Regions from separate parts of the Oryctolagus cuniculus genome. Here region 1 is linked to region 2. A link is a contact called in public Micro-C data. All regions are on one chromosome and are shown on one strand. The core of a region is the stretch at or near the end of the contact, and the rest is flanking DNA. Distances in the headings are between cores, read along the strand shown. Region 1 has its middle 66 kb from the start of SPSB1. Region 2 has its middle 39 kb from the start of SLC25A33.

Evidence for each region. Hi-C and Micro-C count contacts between places; a contact is called where the count stands out from the background.
Region 1: a contact with region 2 is called in a Micro-C map of ear pinna, with 1.6 times the contacts expected there. The contact joins two enhancer-like sites. A contact is called at or near these places in 2 of 6 Hi-C or Micro-C datasets (ear pinna and psoas muscle).

The regions. Positions count from the first base shown.
Region 1 is chr7:158,635,725-158,639,552 of mOryCun1.1, forward strand. No RefSeq gene overlaps it. Among named protein-coding and RNA genes, the nearest start is that of SPSB1, 66 kb to the right of the region's middle. Within about 2 kb of position 1,682, at least 6 of the 8 cell types and tissues checked have an H3K27ac peak or open chromatin away from gene starts, as enhancers often do. A contact at or near this core is called in ear pinna, where this site is marked.
Region 2 is chr7:158,567,547-158,571,827 of mOryCun1.1, forward strand. No RefSeq gene overlaps it. Among named protein-coding and RNA genes, the nearest start is that of SLC25A33, 39 kb to the left of the region's middle. Within about 2 kb of position 2,820, at least 5 of the 8 cell types and tissues checked have an H3K27ac peak or open chromatin away from gene starts, as enhancers often do. A contact at or near this core is called in ear pinna, where this site is marked.

The DNA.
Region 1 (3,828 bases), core at 432-2,931, 67 kb after region 2:
ACCACCCGCCCAGGCGAGTCCTGGTGGGGCTGCCGCCTCAGCCTCGTGGCTTTGCCGAAGCTGGAGGAGATGACATTCCAGCTCCCCCACCAGGAGGCCAGGGCTGGGCTGGGCGATCCTCAGAGGGTGTCCCCAACTTCACGATGGCTGCGGGAGAGCCAGGAGAAGCCGCCAGGTTGTGGGGGGTCTGGGCGTTTTTAGGACAAATGTTTTTTCCCACTTGCCTGCAAATAAGCAGTGTGGCAAGACCTTGCGTGTGTGTGGGCCCTTCAAGGCCCCACCCCAGGCCTCATCTGTTCCTTGCAACACCATGAGCTGGCTGGAGGGCACCCTTGTGCCCACTTTACGGGAGAGGCAGACGAGGCTAAGGCCAGATCGGTAGTGGTGGGTGTTCGGAGTCCAAATCCCTGATCTCCTGAGCCCTGACCCATGTCCCTTTGCACGGCTGCAGGCTGTGGCCGGCTTCACCCCAGCAGCAGGCCAGCCTGGAACTTTCTAGATTCCACTGTCATTTCTGGGTTGGCTGGTGGGAGAGGGTGACTTATGCTGATCTTTTCTCTGGGGCTGGGTGTTAGGGGGTTGCAGAAGTTCTTTAGAGCTGTCAGAAATGCAGGCTGGAGGACTCTGTATCCCCTGGGACAGGGCGGGGTCCCCGGGGCTGCAGGCTGTTCCCTCCCTGCCCCGCAGTCGCTGGGTCCTCATGCAAGGGAGAGCCAAGGCCTAGTGTGTCCAGAGGATGTTTTCCTTTCCAGTGGACAAACATGTCTGGCGCTCTCAGGAGGGGGCCGGACACTCTGTCCACTTTGGCGGCGACGTGGGTCCTGGACGGACGCGGGTGCTTGCACAAGCAGCGAGATGGATCCCGCCGCCTCCACCCAAGGCCCACCCCTTTCCTGTCACCCACCGGCTTCAGGGCAGAGCTCCTGAGACGTCCTGTCCACGTGCCCTCACATAGCCGGGGCCGAATCACGGGCCTCTGGCCCGCCCCAGGTCTCCCTGGCAGGGCATGGCCTGAGAAACACCCCAACTCCAGTGAACCCCGATAGTCGGTGCTGGGAAAACCCTGGCCGTCCCTCCAGGGCTGACCTGGTCCAATGCAGAGAACTTGATTGGCAGGTTGGTCCCTGGTGCTTCCCTGGGGCTTCCCGGGTTCACTGGGACTTCCAGAGGGCTGGGAACCTTCCAGAAGCCCCTGGCTGAGCTGTGCTCCCGGCCCTGGTCCCCTGTGGTCTTGCACGGTCCACCTAAAGGGGCTGGAACCAAAGTGAAATGAGCCAGTGGGAAGAGTAGGGGAGAACAGCAAAGAAAGGGAGCAGGCCCTGTGGGTCTGTGTCGCCTTTCCCAGGCCACCAGGTGCTTGGGGACAGTCCTGGCAGGTGGGGCTTTCTCCCAGGGGGCCCAGCAGTGAGCCTCAGCTCAACAGTCCAGAACATTCCTAGACGCTAGGACCGCGCTGCCACCGCAGGGAGGCAGGGGCTTCTGGACACACAGCTCCCTCCCTGGCTCCCCTGGAGGCCGCACAGGCCGGGCCCAGCGGGGGAACCCAGCCAGGGCGCTGAACCCGCCGGGGCGAGCTGAACTCTGGCGGGAGGCAGGCTGCCAGCCAGTAAGCAAGTTGTGAAAACGCAGCTCAGACACAACGTCTGGCAGCTGCTTCAAATAGTTCTCTGTCTGAAGCGGCTCTCCCGTAAATCAAACCATGTGCTCGGAGGAGCCCCGGGCCGCCCCAGCCGCGCCTCCGGCCTCCCTGCGCTTTGGCCTCCCTGCGCTTTAAATAGCCCCGAGCTCACATTCCATTTCCTTGTACGATCAAGTCAGAGCACCAGGCTGCTGGAGCAGCCCCGGGCGGGGATGCAGGCTGCGTCCCTGGGTCCCCAAGCAAGACGCAGTCGCGGGGGGTGGGGGGGTGGGGGCTTGGCGGGGGGGGGGGTGGCGGGAGGCGGGGGCGGGGAATGGTGTCTTGGGCTCAGCCTCTGTTTCCTGTGACCTCTGAGCGATGCCCACCCTTGCAAACTCCGGGATGTGCACCCACTGTGCTGGTCAGAAAGGAGAGAGAGAGAGAGAGAGAGAGAGAGAGAGAGAGAGAGAGAGAGAATAATACTCTGCTCACTGTTTCTGGCCCTGTGGCCTGCAAGCCAACCCTGGCGCCCCCCTCGGAGAACCCCAAGCTGTTTGGAGCAGCTCTGGCTGGGTGGGACGGGGGCAAGGGGCCACGGCGAGAGGCAGGAGGCCTGGGGCTACCCGTGGTGGGAGGGTTTCCTGCCAGTTTGGCATCACCTGCCGCAGGCCTGGGCCCAGGGTGCTTTCCACCTGCTTCACCCCACAAATCCCCAGGGCCCCCCAGGGGTGGGTGCCACCAGGGACTCTGTTGTGTGTGTAGGGGTTGTACGGTGGCCTCCAAAAGAAGTCGAGAACCTGGACCCCGTGGCCTGCTCTAGAAAGAGGGTCTCAGCCGATGTCACGGGTTAGGGACCCCGAGATGAGCTCCCCCTGGGTCATCGGGGCGGCCCTGACTCGGTTTCAAGTGCCTTTAAGAGACACACAGAGAGAGCCGGCGCCGTGGCTCAATAGGCTAATCCTCCACCTTGCGGCGCCGGCAAACCGGGTTCTAGTCCCGGTTGGGGCGCCGGATTCTGTCCCGGTTGCCCCTCTTCCAGGCCAGCTCTCTGCTATGGCCAGGGAGTGCAGTGGAGGATGGCCCAGGTGCTTGGGCCCTGCACCCCATGGGAGACCAGGAAAAGCACCTGGCTCCTGGCTCCTGCCAGGATCAGCGCGGTGCGCCGGCTGCAGCGGCGGCCATTGGAGGGTGAACCAGCGGCAAAGGAAGACCTTTCTCTCTCTCTGTCTCTCTCTCACTGTCCATTCTGCCTGTCAAAAAAAAAAAAAAAAAAAAGAGACACACAGAGAAACAGGAGAGGCCACATGACGACAGAGACTGGAGTGGGGCAGCCACACACCAAGGACACCTGGAGCCACCCAGAGCTGGATGAGACAGGGGAGGAGCCTCAGGGAGACCCCGAGGGGGAGGCAGCCCCGCCCACCTGCCCACACCCTGACTTGGGACTTCCGGCCTCCGGAGCTGAGAATAACTGTGCGGTGTCTGAAGCCACACCGTGCACGGCGTCACGGCAGCCCAGGAAATGAACAGCACGCGGCCCGGGGGCCCAGAGAGGCTGAGAAAGGCCTCGGAGACCCTGACGGCCCTGCTCTGCGCTGGCTCTGCTCACGAACCAACCGGTTCTCAGAAACGCGGATCTTGTTCTGTCCAGGGGCCCCAGGCTGTCGCCCTGTGAGGTGCCCTCCAAGGAGAGGGCCATGTGGCGACTTCAGGCACAAGCAACGATCTCTGGGTGCCGGGGCTGGGCTGGGCCGGAGCGCGTCCTGAGCGCACAGCGGACCTGGACTCACCAACCCTTCCCACCACCCTGCGTGAGATCTCCTCATTTGACCCCAGGGGCGTAAGGGGAGGGGTGGGGCTGGCGCTGTGGTGTAGCTGCCGCCTGCAGTGCTGGCATCCCATATGGGCACCGGTTCCAGTTCCAGCTGCTCCACTTCCAATCCAGCTCTCTGCTGTGGCCTGGGAAAGCAGTGGAAGATGACCCAAGTGCTTGGGCCCCTGCACCCACATGGGAGACCTGGAAGAAGCTCCTGGCTTCTGGCTTTGGATTGGCACAGCTCCGGCCATTGCGGCCATCTGGGGAGTGAACCAGCGGATGGAAGACCTCTCTCACTCTCTCTCTCTCTCTCTCTGCCTCTCCTTCTCTCTGTGTAACTCTGACTTTTAAATAAACAAATCTTAAAAAAAAAAAAAAGCGCCAGTTGGAAGTG
Region 2 (4,281 bases), core at 1,570-4,069:
ATCTTCCATCCGCTGGTTCATTCCCCAAATGGCTATGGTGGCTGGGGCTGGTCCAGGCCGAAGCCAGGAGTCAGGAACTCCATCCAGGTGTCCCAGCACTTGGGCCATCTTCCGCTGCCTCCCCAGGCACGTTAGCAGGAAGCCGGGTCGGAAGCAGAGCAGCCAGGGTTTGAACAGTCGCTCCACTATGAGAGGCCAGCGAGGGCAACTGGAGGCCTAACCGACTGGACCGCAACACCAGCCCCTGCTTCTGACACGCTCACACACTGAAGCTAACTGCGGGGTGTGTGACTAACTGGAGGCAAACAGCGCTGGCTCCCGGCCCACGGTTCCGGAGGAGAGCCAGTGGGAGCTGCACAGTGAGGTTTGCATTGACTCTGCCGGAATGCGCAGGCGCAGTAAGCGTGGGCTGCAGGCCGGAGGGCTTCATCCTGGCGCCTCTTGACACAATTCTTAGATCTTTCACATCCCAGCCACGTAACGCTGTATAGCTGTTGACTTGTGCGGAGCATCTGGCTCTGTCCTCCTCAGGATAAAGCCGAGCCATCAGCGTGTTTCCCAAGGAAGCGCCCTGACACCCGTGATGTAGAGAGGAAGACACACACACACACACACACAGAGAAAGACACACACACACCCAGAGAGAGAGAAAGAGAGGAAGACACACACACACACAGAGGAAGACACACACACACACACAGAGAAAGACACACACACACATATACACACACACAGACACACACACGCACACACACACACAGAGGAAGACACACACACACCCAGAGAGAGAGAGGAAGACACACACACAGACACACACATATACACACATACACACACATATATGCACAGAGAGAGAGAAACACAGAGAGAGAGAGAGAGAGAGAGCAAGACACAGAGAGAGAGAGAGAGAGAGAGAGAGAGAAAGCCACATACACACAGAGGAAGACACACACACTCACACAGAGGAAGACACACACACATATACACACATACACACATATACACACAGAGACACACACACATATATACACACACAGAGATTGAGAGAGAGGAAGACACACAGACACACACACATATACAAATACACACACACACATATATGCACAGAGAGAGAGAGAGAGAGGAAGACACACACACACACACACGCACGCACACACACACAGAGGAAGACACACACACACGCACACACGCACACACGCACGCACGCACACACAGAGGAAAGCTAGGCACTTCCGCAGGGAGCGGGGTTGGAAGCTGGGCAGCAGAGACGGAGCCGGCTCTCTGCTATGGGATGCGGCATCCCGAGTGGTGCTTTAACCTATTGTGCCACAAAGCAGGCCCCAAATTATTCACTTTAAAATGGTGAATTTTATTTTACGCAAATCCCACCTTTATAAAAAATAAAAACACAGCTGTCATCCCCTCTGCCCCCGCCCCCGCACCCTGGGGTGCTCCCGGGGTGCAGGGGCTGCCGGCCACGTGGCTCCTTCTCCCCTATCTCCCTGCTTCCTCCCTCCTGCAGCCTTCGGGGTTGGGGCATGATGTGGGTGCTGAGCCAGGAGCTGCCGTCCCGGGCCAGGCCTTTCCTGCTGCACAGGGCCGTGGAAAAGCCCGGGTGCTGCTTCGTTCACAGGCAAGTTCCTTTGCCTTCCTGAGACCTGGTGGGGCTCACGTGCCAGGGCGATGCCGAGGGCGTCTTGCTCGTGGGGGCTCGCGGACGGGTTCTGCATCGCTCCCTCTCAGCCGCTGTCCTGTTCTCCTCCTGGCTTCGGGCGCCGCAGGGGCGCTGTTGTTCTTTGGGGTCCAAGCTGCTGCTCCGACAGACAGCCGGGAACACTCGGGGAGAGCCGGATTCCCATCACTGCTTGGCACTGGGGTGCTTGCTTGGGGAGGCCACCGTGAGAGAGGGCGTGTCTCGGGAAGAGCTGCGCATTCACCCTGGAGCTGCAGAGGGAAAGAGGCTTTGGCTCTCGCTCTCTGAGCTTTTCCGAAGCCTGCAGCTGGGCTGGGGCCGAGCCCAGAGCTGCCCGAGGCTTCCAGAGCGAGCCCGCGCCAGCCCCTCCGGGCACGGCGGTTTCCACCCGCACTCTCTTCCCTGGCCGCTCGGTGCCCGCTCACTGGGGCTGGGCAGGGACAGCCGTAAGCTGGCACTGGGCTCGTCCGGCCTGGATGCAGGATCTGAGCTGGCCTTGGGCTGACCACGGCCTGGGGTCTCATGTCAAGGGATGCCCCTGGGCTCCCCAGAACACAGTCATGGAGCCACATGCCTTACCAACCGGCCGGCCCAGCTCCGCTCCCCGACCCGCTCCGTATGGGCTGACTGCCGCCAAGATTTGACAGCTCCTTGCCGGGGCTGAGATTCGAGAATGACCGGAGGATGGGTATGCGGCTGCGTGCAGCACCACCTGGACGTTGCAGGGTGAACAACCTGGCAGGGGATGGCAGGGCCCACCGGAGGGATCCTGGGCCTTGTGGCCTGGGTTCAGATCCTGACCTCCTGGCCGAGGGACTCCGGACAAACTGCTTCAGCGCCCTCGCCTGGGAAAGGGGGCACTAACGCTGCCCCGCTGCCATGGCCCTCACAGCTCACGTCCACCAGGACTCTCGGAACGTGACCTTGTCCTTGTCTGGACGGAGGCCTTTGCAGATGTCACTCAGGAGCTCCAGGTGGACTCAGCCAGGGGCTGGTGTCCTTCGAGGCCGAGGAGGGGACACGGAGGACCACAGCGGGGGCAGCCCCTGGGTCACAGGCAGAGACTACAGGGTCGCCCGGAGCCTCCAGGAGCTGGAAGAGGCCAGACCAGGTCCGGCCCGAGTGCCTCAGTAGGAAGCACGGACCTGCCTACACCCCGACCTTGGACTTCCGGCCCATCCACTGTGAGAGAACGAGCTTCAAAAGGCCTCGGTGGCAGCAGCATGATTCCTGGGAAGGACCGCGCCCTCTCACAGGGCACTGGACGGACAGCACACAGTAGGTGCGCACCACCCTTCCAGTGCCACCGTCCCTGGGGCCGCCGTGGGCTGCACGTGAGGGCGCAGCCTGTGGCCCTGCAGAGGACCCCGGCTCCTGCTTGAGCTCATTCACCCTGACCAGCTGCCCGCAGCCGGATCGCAGGGAGAAGAGCGAGGAGGCAGCTGGGAAACGGGGGGGGGGGGGGGAGGGCGGAGGCCCTCACCACCATGAATCACGACCTGCGGGCCAGTTGCGCCTGCTGACACATCCCACCCAGAGGGAGGACAAGGGTGACCTCATGCTGCTTGTCAAATACTCGGCCCCTCCCAGCGCTGCCCAGAGGGAGCTGTCCCCACCCCAGCTCTGCCCAATCGTGTGAGCTCCCCACCCGCCTGTGCGCGCATGGCAGGGCCGGTGGCCGCCGGAGCCAGCGCTGGACTGGAGGTTTAGCATCTGGCGGCTTTGGAGGAAGGCAAAGGGCTCCTGCTTCCCCCAGGCCTGGATCTCGCATGCACATCTGCCCCAGCTGCGTGGGGAGCGCTGGGCTGGGTGTCAGTGGGCTCCTTCCCAGGGTGGAGTCTGGATCCCGCCTGTCCCTGGCTGTCAGAGTGATGGGTTACAGATGGGGAAACTGAGGCCCCGAGGAGTTAAGGGCTTGCCGCCCAGCTCCAAGGGGAGGAGCACCTTGGCGAGGGAGGGAGCCGGGTCTGCAGTGGAGAAGTGATCTTGGGCTGAGGTCTGGACAGGGTCCTCTGGGGGACGGGCGGGGCCTCTGGGGACAGCTGTCTGCTCTCTGCCCTCACCTTCTGCACACAGAATTCTCGCCCCACTGGCTCCGTCCGAGACACAGACAACGCTTTCCCAGTGGGTGGATTTGGGTTCTCACCGGTGCCTGCGAGAGGACCAGAGGAGAGGTGGCTGAGACGGCACACTCGGCCAGGAGCTTGGCCCCCTGGCGTGTCCGGCACACACCGGCCCCCGGCCTGCCCCCTGTGCCCGCAGCAGGGAGCTGAAGGCCCCATCCACTTGAGCCAACTTGGCCTGGGGCTGTGACTCAGGACCCGGAGCAGCGGGCAGGGCTGGTGGGAGCTCCCCAGGGCTCCTGCTGGTTTATTTTACCACCATCACTCAAAGCCAATGTTTAAGCATCACCAAGGCAACAGCCCAAATCTCCCGGCCCTCGGCCCCATCCAGCCCCGCACGGTGGGGGCAGGGGCGGAGCAGGGTGGTGGGGGGAGAGTGAGGAAAATGAGTCAACCGCTCCCCTCCCTTCCCAAACACCTGGGAAAGCAGTGACCCAAGAAACACAGCCCGGCTTCTCTGGCAGA